Linked DNA regions of Mus musculus: regions 1 and 3 are each linked to region 2. Evidence: chromatin contacts called from public Hi-C data. All regions are on one chromosome and are shown on one strand. Each heading gives the region's core, a stretch centred on a gene start, on an enhancer-like site or on the middle of the called end of the contact. The rest is flanking DNA. Distances are from core to core; before and after follow the strand shown.

The links. A called contact is a pair of places that touch in the nucleus more often than the background predicts.
Region 1: a Hi-C map of the N1E-115 cell line shows a contact between it and region 2, with 9 times the contacts expected there. The contact joins two enhancer-like sites. A contact is called at or near these places in 2 of 484 Hi-C or Micro-C datasets (the Ba/F3 cell line and the N1E-115 cell line), 1 of 115 datasets of contacts at active chromatin or transcription factors (embryonic stem cells) and 1 of 9 other capture datasets (embryonic stem cells).
Region 3: a Hi-C map of double positive thymocytes shows a contact between it and region 2, with 8 times the contacts expected there. The contact joins two enhancer-like sites. A contact is called at or near these places in 3 of 484 Hi-C or Micro-C datasets (double positive thymocytes, embryonic fibroblasts and nephron progenitors), 1 of 115 datasets of contacts at active chromatin or transcription factors (embryonic stem cells) and 1 of 9 other capture datasets (embryonic stem cells).

Annotation. Positions count from the first base shown.
Region 1 is chr4:47,712,124-47,716,413 of GRCm38.p6, forward strand. No RefSeq gene overlaps it. Among named protein-coding and RNA genes, the nearest start is that of Gm32544, 75 kb to the left of the region's middle. Within about 2 kb of position 1,443, at least 6 of the 459 cell types and tissues checked have an H3K27ac peak or open chromatin away from gene starts, as enhancers often do. A contact at or near this core is called in the N1E-115 cell line, where this site is marked.
Region 2 is chr4:47,436,602-47,440,821 of GRCm38.p6, forward strand. No RefSeq gene overlaps it. Among named protein-coding and RNA genes, the nearest start is that of Alg2, 36 kb to the right of the region's middle. Within about 2 kb of position 1,255, at least 180 of the 459 cell types and tissues checked have an H3K27ac peak or open chromatin away from gene starts, as enhancers often do. A contact at or near this core is called in the N1E-115 cell line and double positive thymocytes, where this site is marked.
Region 3 is chr4:47,796,894-47,801,257 of GRCm38.p6, forward strand. No RefSeq gene overlaps it. Among named protein-coding and RNA genes, the nearest start is that of Gm46853, 150 kb to the right of the region's middle. Within about 2 kb of position 2,473, at least 36 of the 459 cell types and tissues checked have an H3K27ac peak or open chromatin away from gene starts, as enhancers often do. A contact at or near this core is called in double positive thymocytes, where this site is marked.

The DNA of each region.
Region 1 (4,290 bases), core at 193-2,692, 280 kb after region 2:
TTAAGTTTTCTTTTGGTTTTCAGGTACAGGTGTAAGAAAGCTTGCAATGGCTCTGTGCTGTGTATAAGTCCTAATTCTTCCCTGAAGCTGCTCAGACTTAAGAGGCCTGAAGGATATTTGAGCTGAGGTTTATCCCTACATCCCCACGAGCAAAGGAAGACCTCAGCAGACCATACAGATTCATTTTTAAAGGCTCTTGAGGCATCGGTGTAAGGATTCTGCCTATTGTTTAAGGTAGAATCTACATACCCATCTCACTCAAATACTTCACTCAAATGTCAAATACTCAAATACCAAGGCATTTGAAAGGCCTGGAGAAGAAATTTTATGTCTGCCTTCTGGATTTGCCGAAGCCTATTTCATCGTTTGGCTCCCAGGATGGAACGGGTTGATGGCATCTAGCTGTATCAGGTTGGGATCCTGGCAATGGCTGGGATGGACCCCCTTTTGGTGAGTCTGCAGCAGCAGGCTGGTTTGTATGCAACCTTCTTGTCATATTTTCTTGAGTCAAGGTGAGTCTGAGTAGGGCTGGGCCACTGACATCCAGAAGAGTTGTAAGGGCGGGGCTAAGGCTAACTGGAAGCACCACAGACTGGGGGCCCTGGCAACAGCACTCAGACACACAGCATCACAGAGCTAGGGTATTGTGAGAAACGTGTGCTGTTGTTGCTCCAACCTTAATATCCCTGTCTGCAAGGTGTAAGGATGTAAGCTGGTAACTTACAAGGTTTGCTTGCCAATTGGAACAAGTGTTATGATTGAAAATAATGCTGGTCAGGAGAGACCACCAAGGGCATGCAACATTTCCACTGAGCTAAAGACACCAAATGAGGGTCAGTCCCTGGGGACTTGTGGGTGTCTCCTATGGCTCCTTTTCTTGTCAGACATCAGGAAAGATGCACTCTAGCCTGGTTAAATTTGGAGCAATCTTATGAGGGCTCCAAATCCCAGGCAGGAAGCCTAGGGGCAAAAGTAGACATTTCTCAGCCCAGATATCCCCACTGCCATGCTGGCCCCAGACTCTCATAACCCTACCTCCTTTGAAACCACTCCCTCTTCCAGTTCCTGGGCTCTTCACTAGAAAGCACCTTGGAGGATAATCCTACTGATGGTTGCTGCCTTTCCCTCAGTATTCTTCATCTGTAAAATGGAAACTATACCATTCACCTCCGGAGACATTTCCATGATTCAAATCCCACCACTAAATCCCCAAGCTCTGTAAACTGAAACACTAGACAAACCTAAGCCATTAGCTAACGTCAAATTATTTTGGGAAGTCATTGGGATCTGAATGATGCATAAATAAAACCAGAGCTGGAGAGAGAGCTCCTCTCCTCTCTGTGCAGACTCACTGTCTCCTTTCTGTCATCTGGCGATGCCCCCAGCCCTCCCCTGCAGTCTTCCGGGCTGGGCTTCGGGGCCAGCCAGCCATGAGCAGGCCGTCTCAATGCTCCGACCAGACAGTCCCTAGGGCTGGAGGCTTGTGCCTGTGAGCCTATCAGCTGGCATGCTGACAGATGAGAAATCTGGCCAGTAGATGTCTAATCAGGATGGTACCCGTTCTGATATACGGCAGTCCAGTGTAGTGAGGCTGAAGAGGTGCCAAGAAATACTGAAGGCCAGAGATCCAGCAGGCTGCAGACCCTGGGGGTGTTTAGGCTGTGAGGACATGGGAAAAGGTGGGGGATCTGAGAACATGAAAAACACTGTCCTCACATGCTGTGTACCAGAGACAGTGTCTGGGAGTACAAAAGATCCCAGACATGTGGCTACCAAGTCCAACTCTGTTTTTCACTCCCCTAGGCAAGGTCTATCTAAGACTTGGTTTTCTCATCATGCAATGGGTATCCAGTCAATACTATATGTGAACAACCTGAATTTTTCTAAGAAGACTCAGTAACAGGCAGTCAGCAAGACTGAATGACCATTTAGTTTTGACCTCATAAAACCCAGTGGCTCCAATTCAGTCCTTTATGGATCCTAGCTCTACTCCTTAGGCAAGGGACATGACCACTCTGAACTCACCTTTTCTGCTAGATACAATAGCGGGGAGCAACTTCATAGAGTGGTGGGATATAAACAGGGGTAAAGGTGATGAACTGAATGCAATTGCTGGAGCTTGTATACAAAATTATTCTCAGTATTGGTTGCTTTAATTATCATTAGCAGCCCTTATATGTGTCTCATTTTTTTCTTTACATAGCCCTTTCTTATTTGTTAGTCCATAAGATTTGTACTCTAAGGAAGTGGGATTGCTATCCTTTGATAAGTAAAGAAACAAGGCTTAGAATGGAAGGGTCACTTGATCGGGGTCATGTTGTGAACAGGAGGGGGCACACTTACCCACCCATGCAGATCTTCCTCCTTCAAGCTCAAAGATGTGGTTTTCCTTTTCTCTAACCCCCACCCATTTCTGATGTGTGTATGTGTGAGCTCTATGCATGTGGCATGAATGTGCCTGCATATGCATAGAAATCACACACATACACATACCAGAAATTTGTGAATGCATCTTTCCAGGCCTGGGTACAGACCAGAGGTCAATGGCTGTCTTTCATCTTATTTTTTGAGACAGGATCTCTCACTGAATCCGGGGATCTTACCATTACAAAGGCATGTCACGATGCCCAGACTTTTTTTTTTTTTTTACATTCATGCAGACAATCCTACCTAGGTCTCATGTGTGCATAGCAAGCACTGTACCTACTGAGCCATCTCCCTGGCTCACTTTTCCCTCTAAGAAGGTACTGAAGGTCAGTGCCAAGTGCCACTTAACCCTCTGGGCTGTCCTTGTGGCCAGTGAGCAGAACTCAGACCAAGGATGGATAGCCAGGAGTGAAAGCCAAGGTTCATGCTGAACGCAGTCTCCATGCCTGCTCTGGAAGTATAGCCACTGTCTTGAGCACATGGAGGCCCCAGGGCATGGTTTGTAGCATGAAGAGGGGAGAGAAGTACTGAGTGAAAACAGTTTCCTAATAAGCTTGTAAGTACCCAACCTCACAGGTGCCCCAGAAACCTAATTCAAAGCTCTGTGCATTCCCACTGTGGGTATAATTTTCTCAAGAGGAAGGCCATGTCTAACATCAGGTTCTCAGAAGCAGTCTAGCCCCAACAAGAAAAAGAACATCCCTAAGAATGTCGTTGTGACTTCTACCCAAGTCCCACTTGGTCTCCAACCCAGTTGACTAAATATGGCTTTTAAGAACAATGACCAGTCAGCCACAGTCATCGTCTATTTTGTATGAGATCATCTCTAGCTTCTCCCTTTATTCTTGTCTCTATTTGTCAAGATTTCTTTAATGAATAAATAGTACATTTCCAATATGTCAGTATAGTTTTCCCCCAAGTTTTAAATCCATTTTTTACCCCCAAGAAGCAAGAATTAGCATAATCAGGGTCTCCCACAATGTCTCCACAAACATAATTTGGATGTGCTGTTTCTAATGAAAGCCAAAACAGAACAAATAATTAGATTAAAAACAACAGCATCAATTTAGTGATTTACCAATTAGCAATTCACTTCAATGTGTATTGAATAAATGTTGAGCTCACAGACACCATGCCTAGTGTTCCCGGATTAATTGCCTTCTGCAGCCTTGGGCATGGCTGGCCACTGTCTTTGGCTACATTATTCCCTTCCTTGGTGCTAGGGACACATGCTTTTCTGTTTCTTTATCTCTTCCATTTGCTCTTCTTCTGTCCCCCTAGATATTGACTCTGATAAAACTCCCCCTCTTTCATTTTTTTCTGGCAGTCTCCTTTGGTTCATGACTGGTAACCGCCATTTTTATGTTGATTATTCTTAAATCTATAATTCTAATTCAAATATCTTGAACAAATTCAAGGTCTATAAAGCCCTGTATCTTGTTGCTCTTATTTTCTATATCTGACTCTTACTTAAAAGATGGTCTGAGCCAGTCACTCCTGTTCTCATTCTAGACAAGAGCAAAAGATCAAAGGACCATGAGAAGGATGCAGTAGAGGTAAAAGTATACTATGTCCAACCACATCCTGTTGACCACATTTAAGTGTCTTGTACACATTTGTCTCTGGTATGGCTGTCATGTGTGGTGTTTGGCTGGGCAGCCATGTGCTGACTCAGGTTGTTTCAAGCCCATTTTGTAACTAACTACCAAGAATGCACTCTTGCCCCCAAGTAAAGTGCCTCCCTTCCTACAGTACTCACCACACTAGGTTTTAATAGCCAGACTCCTTATCTAGTTTCCTCTCCAGCTTATGAAATTCTCTAGGGCTGATAGTCCTTCTTGCTCATCACAGCTTCCCAACTAC
Region 2 (4,220 bases), core at 5-2,504:
GGTTTTCATAGACAGGAGCTTGGCTTTTGCGAAGCACACATGACAGACAAAGCTCACTTCCCAGGTTTTCCTCATGAAGGCCAGAAAGCAACTGTGCCACTCACTTTAATCTCTCTTTCTTATTAATTTATTTATTCACTTTGCATCCTGATCAACCCCCTTCCTCCACTCCCCCCAGTCTCACCCTTACAAATCCCTCTCCCCCATTACTCCCTCATCTTCTCCTTAGAGAAAGTAAAGCCCCCTGGGGTACCACCCCACCCTGAGACATCCAGTCCTAGATGGACTACACACCCCTTTTCCTGAGGACCAACCAGGCAGTCCAAGTAGAGGAAGGGGATCCAATGGCAGCCACAGGGTCAGACAGCTCAGTTGTTAGGGGACCCACATGAAAACCAAGCTGCACATCTGCTACAAGTGTATAGGGAATCTAGGTCCAGCCCACTGGTTAGTGGTTCGGTCTCTGTGAACCCCCACAGGCCCAGGTTAGTTGTGGTGTCTTTGACCACTCCGGCTGGCTTAATCCTATCCCCTACTCTTCCACAGGACTCCCCACAGGCCACCTGATGCTTGTGTCTGCTTCCATCTGCTCCTAGGTAAAGCCTCTCAGGAGACATATGTCTCCCCTTTTCAATAAGGTAGTATGAAATACAGAGAAAGTATATGTGAAGCACCCTAAGGGGCAGGGCAGAGGGAGGGAGGATGGCAGTGTTCCCACTCCGGCAGGCTGTACGAGCAGGGAGCTTCCCCGGGGCTGATTCTCTTGGAAGCCCAGCCCTAGAGAAGACACGCTGGACTGGTGTTTCCCATAATACTCCTGGGAGAGGGGAACATTGGACAGGCAGGCAGAGAAGCAAGCTCTGGAGCACGGTGCCCAGCTTCCCTGTGGCCTCATTCATACACCTGCCACACAGTGCCAGGAGACCTGGCGTTAAGGAGCCACCTTTCTCAAAGGAGCCCGATCCTCATGGAGATTGCCGCTGCTCTGAAAATATAGCGGGCGTGGCCATCCTCTCAGCTGACACACCCTTTGACCCCTTTGAATGCTTGGAGCTGGCAGATGCCTAGAGCTGAGGACACTTACATGTATGTTCAAACAAGTATAAGAAGCTGCACCCCCCGCCCCCTTCAGACAGAGCAGAGATGAACCAGAAGGCCCCCCGCCCCCATCTCCAGCAAAGGCGGGACAAGCCAGCTGCCTGGAGGAGGGGCATAAGAGTCAGTTCCCCACGGACGACTTCGTTGACAGCTGAAGGGTGAGGTGGAGCGACAAGGAGACACTCGCTCACCCTTCACCCCTCATGAGTGCTGGGGCAGCGCTGCTGGCTGGTCATTTCCCAAAAGCTTGCCAAAACAAGCGACATAAATCAAATTTTCATTTCATTCCTTCAGGCTCGACCCTTCCGTCAGGCACTCAACAGCTGCCTCCTGAGCAGATGTACAGCTCATTAGTCTATCGTGCCGCTAGAGCCAAGTCCAGGACCCCAACCCCCATTCCGGGGCGGGGGTTGGGGGGGGGGCGGTAGGGAAGGACGCTAGCAGCCTTTGTTCTTCCACTGTCGAGCACTTCGCATATCAGCCACCAGGGGGCGAAAGCTGCACATACATCGTTGGTTCCCAGAGCCAGCTCAACCCTACAACCCTCTCGCCTGGCGTTTGGAAGGCGATCAGGGAGGGATGGTGAGACCTTCCTCTACCTCCAGAGCTTTTCAAGCCTTTAACGTGTAGGAATATCTTGTTTGGTGCGAGGATGCTTGGTTTAGGCAGACAGAACTGGATTCAGATGCCTGGTCTGATGCTCTCAGCCTTTGGGCCTTCATGATGAAATGTGATGGTATCGCTTGCTGTGGGACCCCACCCGGTGATCCTGAGGCTAACGTGAGGCAGATGAAGTGAGGAGCAGCTAAGCATCGTGACAAGGAAGTTCTCTAGGGACATAGAGTGCATGCAATTTCTCATGTCTTTATTTTCTCTTACTATGTCTCATTAACCACACATTTAAGCCTCTTATTTAATATAGATGAACAGAATCATATTCAGAATATCTCTGTGTTCTCTGTCTCTCTCAGACACACGCACGCACACACACACACACACACACACACACACACACACACACACACACACACACACGTCTCTGTCTCTCCAGGGCTGGAGATAGAAACCAGGGCCTTGCACATGCTCAGTAATTACTCTACCATTGAGCTATGTTCTCAGAGTCGTCTTTCTTCTCTAAAACAAACCAAGCCAAGAAGCGCCATGTGTTTATCTGTAAATCAACATGTCTATAAATCGATTCCACCAGTTGTCCCCATCCTTAAGTGTGGAGTCCAAGAAGCAGCAATAGGTTGGAGAGTGAAGCTGTTTCTGTTGTGCCTGTGGCTCACCCGTTCTCTCCCTTGTGGACCTGTGGTCCTCTCCCTACTCTACCCAGGATCCTCCCCTCCCCCTGCTTCCTTTGCTGCTGCGACTCAAGGTGGAGTCGCCTCCGCTACCCCCACAATTCTGACATTAGCAACCTGCCCCAGGTGACTTTCTAAAGGGAGGTGGGTTCCTGCCACATTCTCCTTGGAGGCATCACAGTTGCGTTTTGCCTGTTGACAAAGCTTGACAGCAGGCATCCAGGCCCTTAGAGCTGCATGTACTGGCTTCAAAGCCTGTGCCTGGCTCTTGGTTATGTGCTGTACACTCACAAGGCTGTAATCGCCTTCATAGCTATCTTGAGACATGGGGTCACATTATCAGCTTCAATTTGTAGTTAGAACTGGGCACTGAGAAGTGACCCTCTTGGTAATCTAGGGAGGAATAGAAGGGACAGCAATCTGAGACTTCCCCAAGTCACAGGACAATGTAATGCTATGCCTAGTGTCACCTTGCTTAGACGTACTGAGCCTCCTCCCAAGCAGCAGAATTCATGGTTCCTTCCCCCATGTTTTCCAGGAGCCCTGGTTATGTGCAAGACATTTTACCAGGTGTCACTCTGCCTCTGCTACTAGGATGGAATGGATTCAAGCACAGAACCAGAAAGGAACACTCAGAAAATTCTGACTACATCAAATCCTCTTTTATCTAGTAGTTTTACTGAACCATGCCTCCCATCCCACGCCCTAAACCTACCATTAGCCTCTATGCAGCTGGACTGCTGTGATTTCAATTTTGAATGCACCCCAAAGGCCTGTGTGTTAAAAGCTTGGTTCCTGGTGTGGTGCTGTTGGGAGATGGGGGAACCTTTAGGAGGGCAGGGCCGAACGAGAGATCTGCAGGTCACCAAGCTCTGCAACTTGTCCCTTTGCTTCCTGCCCATGAGGAGGTGGTTTTGTAGCATCGTGTGTTCCCGCTGTGATGCGCTGCTGCTTGTCACAGGCCTAAGGGATGAGCTAGAACCTCCACACCGGAGCTAAAATAAAGTTGGTTATCTGGGCTTGTCTGCCACAGCGCTAGAGAGTTGACAACCTCATGGGCTCTGCACATGCCGCAACCTGTTCAAGCTAAATCTCCTAGGGCAGAGCTCTTTGTGGATAGATCTGAGGTCCATCCTGGGCCCAACTGTGGCCTCCCTCTCTAGACCAAATCTCTCTCTGTGTACTGGCCTGGCTAGTCATTTTGCTCGGTGTACTGGTCTGGCTAGTCACTTTGCTTAAGAGAGCCTCTTACCTTCTGCCTGCCGCCCATCACCTTCTTATCCCAGGCAGGGGGCTGTTCTCAGCTTTGCTCTCACTGTCTGCCCCGTTGCACAGCCACTTTCAGCCCCAGAGGGGGCAAAGGAGCTGTTCTATAGGCAGAGGCAGATACATATTCAAAAGCAAGTGGGACAGTAACAACTTACATGGTGCCGTAATGATCCACACGGAAATATTCCCTCGCCTCTTGGTGAAATTGTCATTCCGAACCACGGAATACATTAAGTTTTATGATCTCCCCGCGTCTTTGGGGAATATAAATCTGGAAACATCATCTTCATATGACAAGGCAAAGAGTCCCTGGGGACTCAAGATGTTTGAGAACGTTAACTGAGAATCAGAAATAGTTGGCGATTAATATTGGGATTTTGTTTATGGGCACAAATAAATCCCAGGTCTAGGGCTGACCTCTAAAAATCTGCCTATGACAAAAATTCTGAAGGCAAATGATGGGGCAGGAAACAATCTGAATTTAAAGAAGGGATTGGGGGGGGGGGCTGGGCGGCAGTGTTTAGAAGCTCATCTTTTCTGACTGTACAT
Region 3 (4,364 bases), core at 1,223-3,722, 360 kb after region 2:
GAAATCAGAGCAGTAGAAAACAACAAAATTGGAAATTTCACAATTACATAGGAAGTACAAAAAAAGCTTACACAACTCGTGGGTTAGATGGGATGTCAATAGGAACATTAAAAATAAATACCCTGAAGTAAGAGAAAGCAATAACACAATTTACCCAAACAGACAAAGAAGGCAGTAAAAGCAGCATCAAGAACGAAGCCATAAACTCATCCATTTCAAAAGGAAGAAGCCAAGTGTGATCACACAGGCCCGAGTCCCAGCGTGTGTGGGAGTTCCGGGCAGGAGGGCTGCATGTTCCAAGTCAGCCTAAACACACAGAGGCACTGTCTTGGAAGACAAAGAACAGAAAAGGGAGTAGGTGGGTGGGGAGGGGGAAGAGAAAAGAGGAAGAGAAGGTGAGATGGAAGGATGGAGATATTGTTTGGCATCCAGTTGCTTCCTGGTATAATTCTACAAAACATCAAATATTAATTAATACCATGTCTTCATAAACTCTTCCAAAAAATAGAAGTAGAAGGAATACTTCCAAACTCATTTTATGAGACAAACATTACCCTACTGCCAAAACCAAAGATACCACACGCAAAAGAACTATAGGTCTCTATCTCTGATTACTATATATTCAGAACTGTCACAAAACAAAAACAAAAACAACAGCAACAACAAAAAACCTAGCAAACAGGGCTGGGGAAGATGGATCTGGGGTACAGTGCTTCCCCCCATGCCTGACACCTGAATTTGGATTCCAGACCTGACACAAAAGCTGGCTTGCATAGCTTTGAACATACTCCTTTTCAAGGAAAGTAGAAAGATGAGAACCAGTAACCAAAGGTGCTCCTCTGACCTAGACAAACACAGCATGACCCTAATGTCACGCTGAACCCAACAGCATAACAAAAGAATTGCTTACCATGACTGAATGAGAGTTACCCTTGGCATAAGTTGGTTTAACATATGGATATCAATCAATGTGATAGTTCACTTTAAAGGAATCAAAGACAAAAGTCACAGTAGTCACAGAGAAAGTATTTGACAAAGTTCAACATCGTTTCATGATTGGAAAGTCTCAGGGCTGGAGAGATGGCTCAGCAGTTAGGAGCACTGGCTGCTCTTCCAGAGGATCCATGTTCAATTCCAAGCACCCACATAGTAGCTCACAATCATCTCTCCATGCAGATGATCCAATGCCCTCTCTGGCCTCCAAGGGTACCAGGTATGCATGTCACATCACACACACATGCTGCATACACATACATACAGGCAAACACTCATACACATGAAATCATAAAATAAATTAAAATTAAAAATTAAAATTCCTAATAATGTAGATACAGAAGAAAATGTCCTCAACATATCAGGGGTCCTTTGCAAGTAGCCTACAGCTGACGGTCTGTGAGGGAAATGGAGAGCTTTCCCCCTATGTTCTGGTAATTGAAACACTTAAAAGAGCTTTCAGACCGGAAAGCCAAAAATAAATAAATAAATAAATAAATAAATAAATAAATAAATAAGTCAAATCAAAGAACAAAGAGAAAGATATTCATGCTTAGATGATAACATTCTACAGGTAGAAAACCATGCAGACCATGTAACACACACACACATACACACACACACATACACACATACACACATACACACACATATACACTTACACACACAGGCACTAATAAATTAACTCAATAAAGTAGCATGATAAAAAAACCAACAACATATATAAATCAGTTGTACCTCTCTACACCAATAATGATATATCTGAAAAATAAACCAAGAAAAGCCATCTCAACTTAAAATACCATCAAAAGTAATAAAATTCTTAAGAAAAAACTCTAACCAATGTGGTAAAAGATCAATAAATGAAAAAATATTAAAACATTGGTGAAAGAATTTGAAGAGGTCACAAACAAATGGGAAAATAATCCCTGTGTGAAGATTGTAGCACTGCAATTGTTGACACACCCAAACTGTTCAAAGCAACATAGTCTCAATACAACCTCTACCAAAACCCCAATGTCACTTTTCACAGAAATAGAAAAAAATCTAAAAGTTTATGAACCTGAGTGACCTGGAACAATCATAGTTCCCAATCTAAAATTCTCTCCCCAAGCTACACTCCTCAGTCAGCACAGTGTGAGCCTGGCATAGAAACAGACAAACTAACGGAGCAGACAACCTAGACATAAACTCAAGTCTATGCAGTCAGCTGATGTCAGACAAGGTCCCCAAGAAGACACAACAGGTAAAGGTTAGTGTACAACAAATGATGTTGGAAAACTATACCTATGTGCGAAAATAAAATAAAATAAATCCGGATCCCTATCTCACACAAAAAACAACTCAGAACGGGTTAAGAACTAACCTAAGATATGGAAGTATGAAACACCTAGAGGAAACCTCACTGATATTGGTCTTGCCAGTCTTTATTCAGCATCTCACCAAAACTCAGAGAAACAAAAGTGAAAGTAAGTATGTAGAACCACAGAGAGCTAAAAAACAAAGGCAGAAGGAAGTGATGGTCAAAACGCAAAGGCGCATACCAGTTATGAGAGTGTGTTTGGGAACCACTAAATCTGAAGGGGGCTTACTACCCAGAGAGTCCCAAAAGAACTCATATAACTCAGTAATAAGGAAATAAAATACTCAATTTTAAAAATGGGTAAATTAGGCTGGGGTAATAACTCAGTTGACAATATGCTTGCCAGACAAGCATAAATACGGAGGTCTCAACCTCAGTACTTGAGAGGCAGAGATTCTATATATATATGTGCAAGTGCCTATACACATGGATAAAGAGAGAGAGAGAGAGAGAGAGAGAGAGAGAGAGAGAGAGAGAGAGAGAGAGAGAGAGAGAATGTTTATGTATTATTTGTATTATTCAGCTTTAGAGGAGGTTTTTTTCTATTTTCTCTCTTTTTATACTTTTATTAGATATTTCCTTTATTTACATTTCAAACGTTTATCCCTCTTCCTAGTTTCCCCTCTGAAAATCCCCTATCCCTTTCCACCTCCCCCTGCTCACCAACCCACCCACTCCCACTTCCTGGCCCTGGCATTCTCCTATACTGGGGCATAGAACCTTCTCAGGACCAAGGGCCTCTCCTCCCATTGATGTAGCAGGTCTTCCTCTGCTACATATGCAGTTAGAGTCATGAGTTCCACCATGTGTTTTCTTTGATTGGTAGTTTAGTCCTAGGGAGCTCTGGGGATACTGGTTAGTTCATATTATTATTCATCCTATGGGGCTGCACACCCTTTCAGCTCCTTGGGTACTTTTTCTAGCTCCTTCATTGGGGACCCTGTGTTCTGTCCAATGGATGGCTGTGAGCATCCACTTTTGTATTTGTCAGGCAATGGCAGAGCCTGTCTGGAGACAGCTTTATCAGGCTCTTAGCAGCAGGCTCTTCTTGGCATCCACAATAGTGTCTGGGTTTGGTGGTTGTTTCTGGGATGAATCCCCGGGTGGGGCAGTCTCTGGATAGTCATTCCTTCCGTCTCTGTAACTCCTTCCATGGGTATTTTGTTCCCATTCTAAGAAGGATCGAAGTATCCACACTTTGGCCTTCCTTCTTCTTGAGTTTCATGTTTTGCAAATTGTATCTTGGGTATTCTGAGCTTCTGGGCTAATATCCACTTATGAGTGAGTGTATATCACATGTGCTCTTTTGTGATTGGGTTACCTCACTCAGGATGATGTCCTCCAGAACCATCCATTTGTCTAAAAATTTCATGAATTCATTATTTTTAATAGCTGAGTAGTACTCCATTGTGTAAATGAACCACATTTTCTGTATCCATTCCTATGTTGAGGGACATCTGGGTTCTTTTCAGCTTCTGGCTATTATAAATAAGGCTGCTATGAACATAGTGGAGAATGTGTCCTTATTACAAGTTGGAACATCTTCTGGGTATATGCCCAGGAGTGGTATTGCTAGATCTTCCAGTAGTACTATGTCCAATTTTCTGAGGAACCGCCAAACTGATTTCCAGAGTGCTTGTACCAGCTTGCATTCCCACTAGCAATGGAGGAGTGTTCCTCTTTCTCCACATCCTTGCCAGCATCTCCTGTCACCTGAGTTTTTTATCTTAGCCATTCTGACTGGTGTGAGGTGGAATCTCAGGGTTGTTTTGATTTGCATTTCCCTGGTGACTAAAAAGAACATTTTTTTAGTTGCTTCTCAGCCAATCAGTATTCCTCAGGTGAGAATTCTTTGTTTAGTTCTGTTCCCCATTTTTTAATAGGGTTATTTGATTTTCTGGAGTTCCCCATTTTTAATAGGGTTATTTGGTTTTCTGGAATCTACAAACCTGAAAGTTAGTGAAATAAGTCAAACAAACCAAAAGCAGAGAACTTCACTTCTATGTTA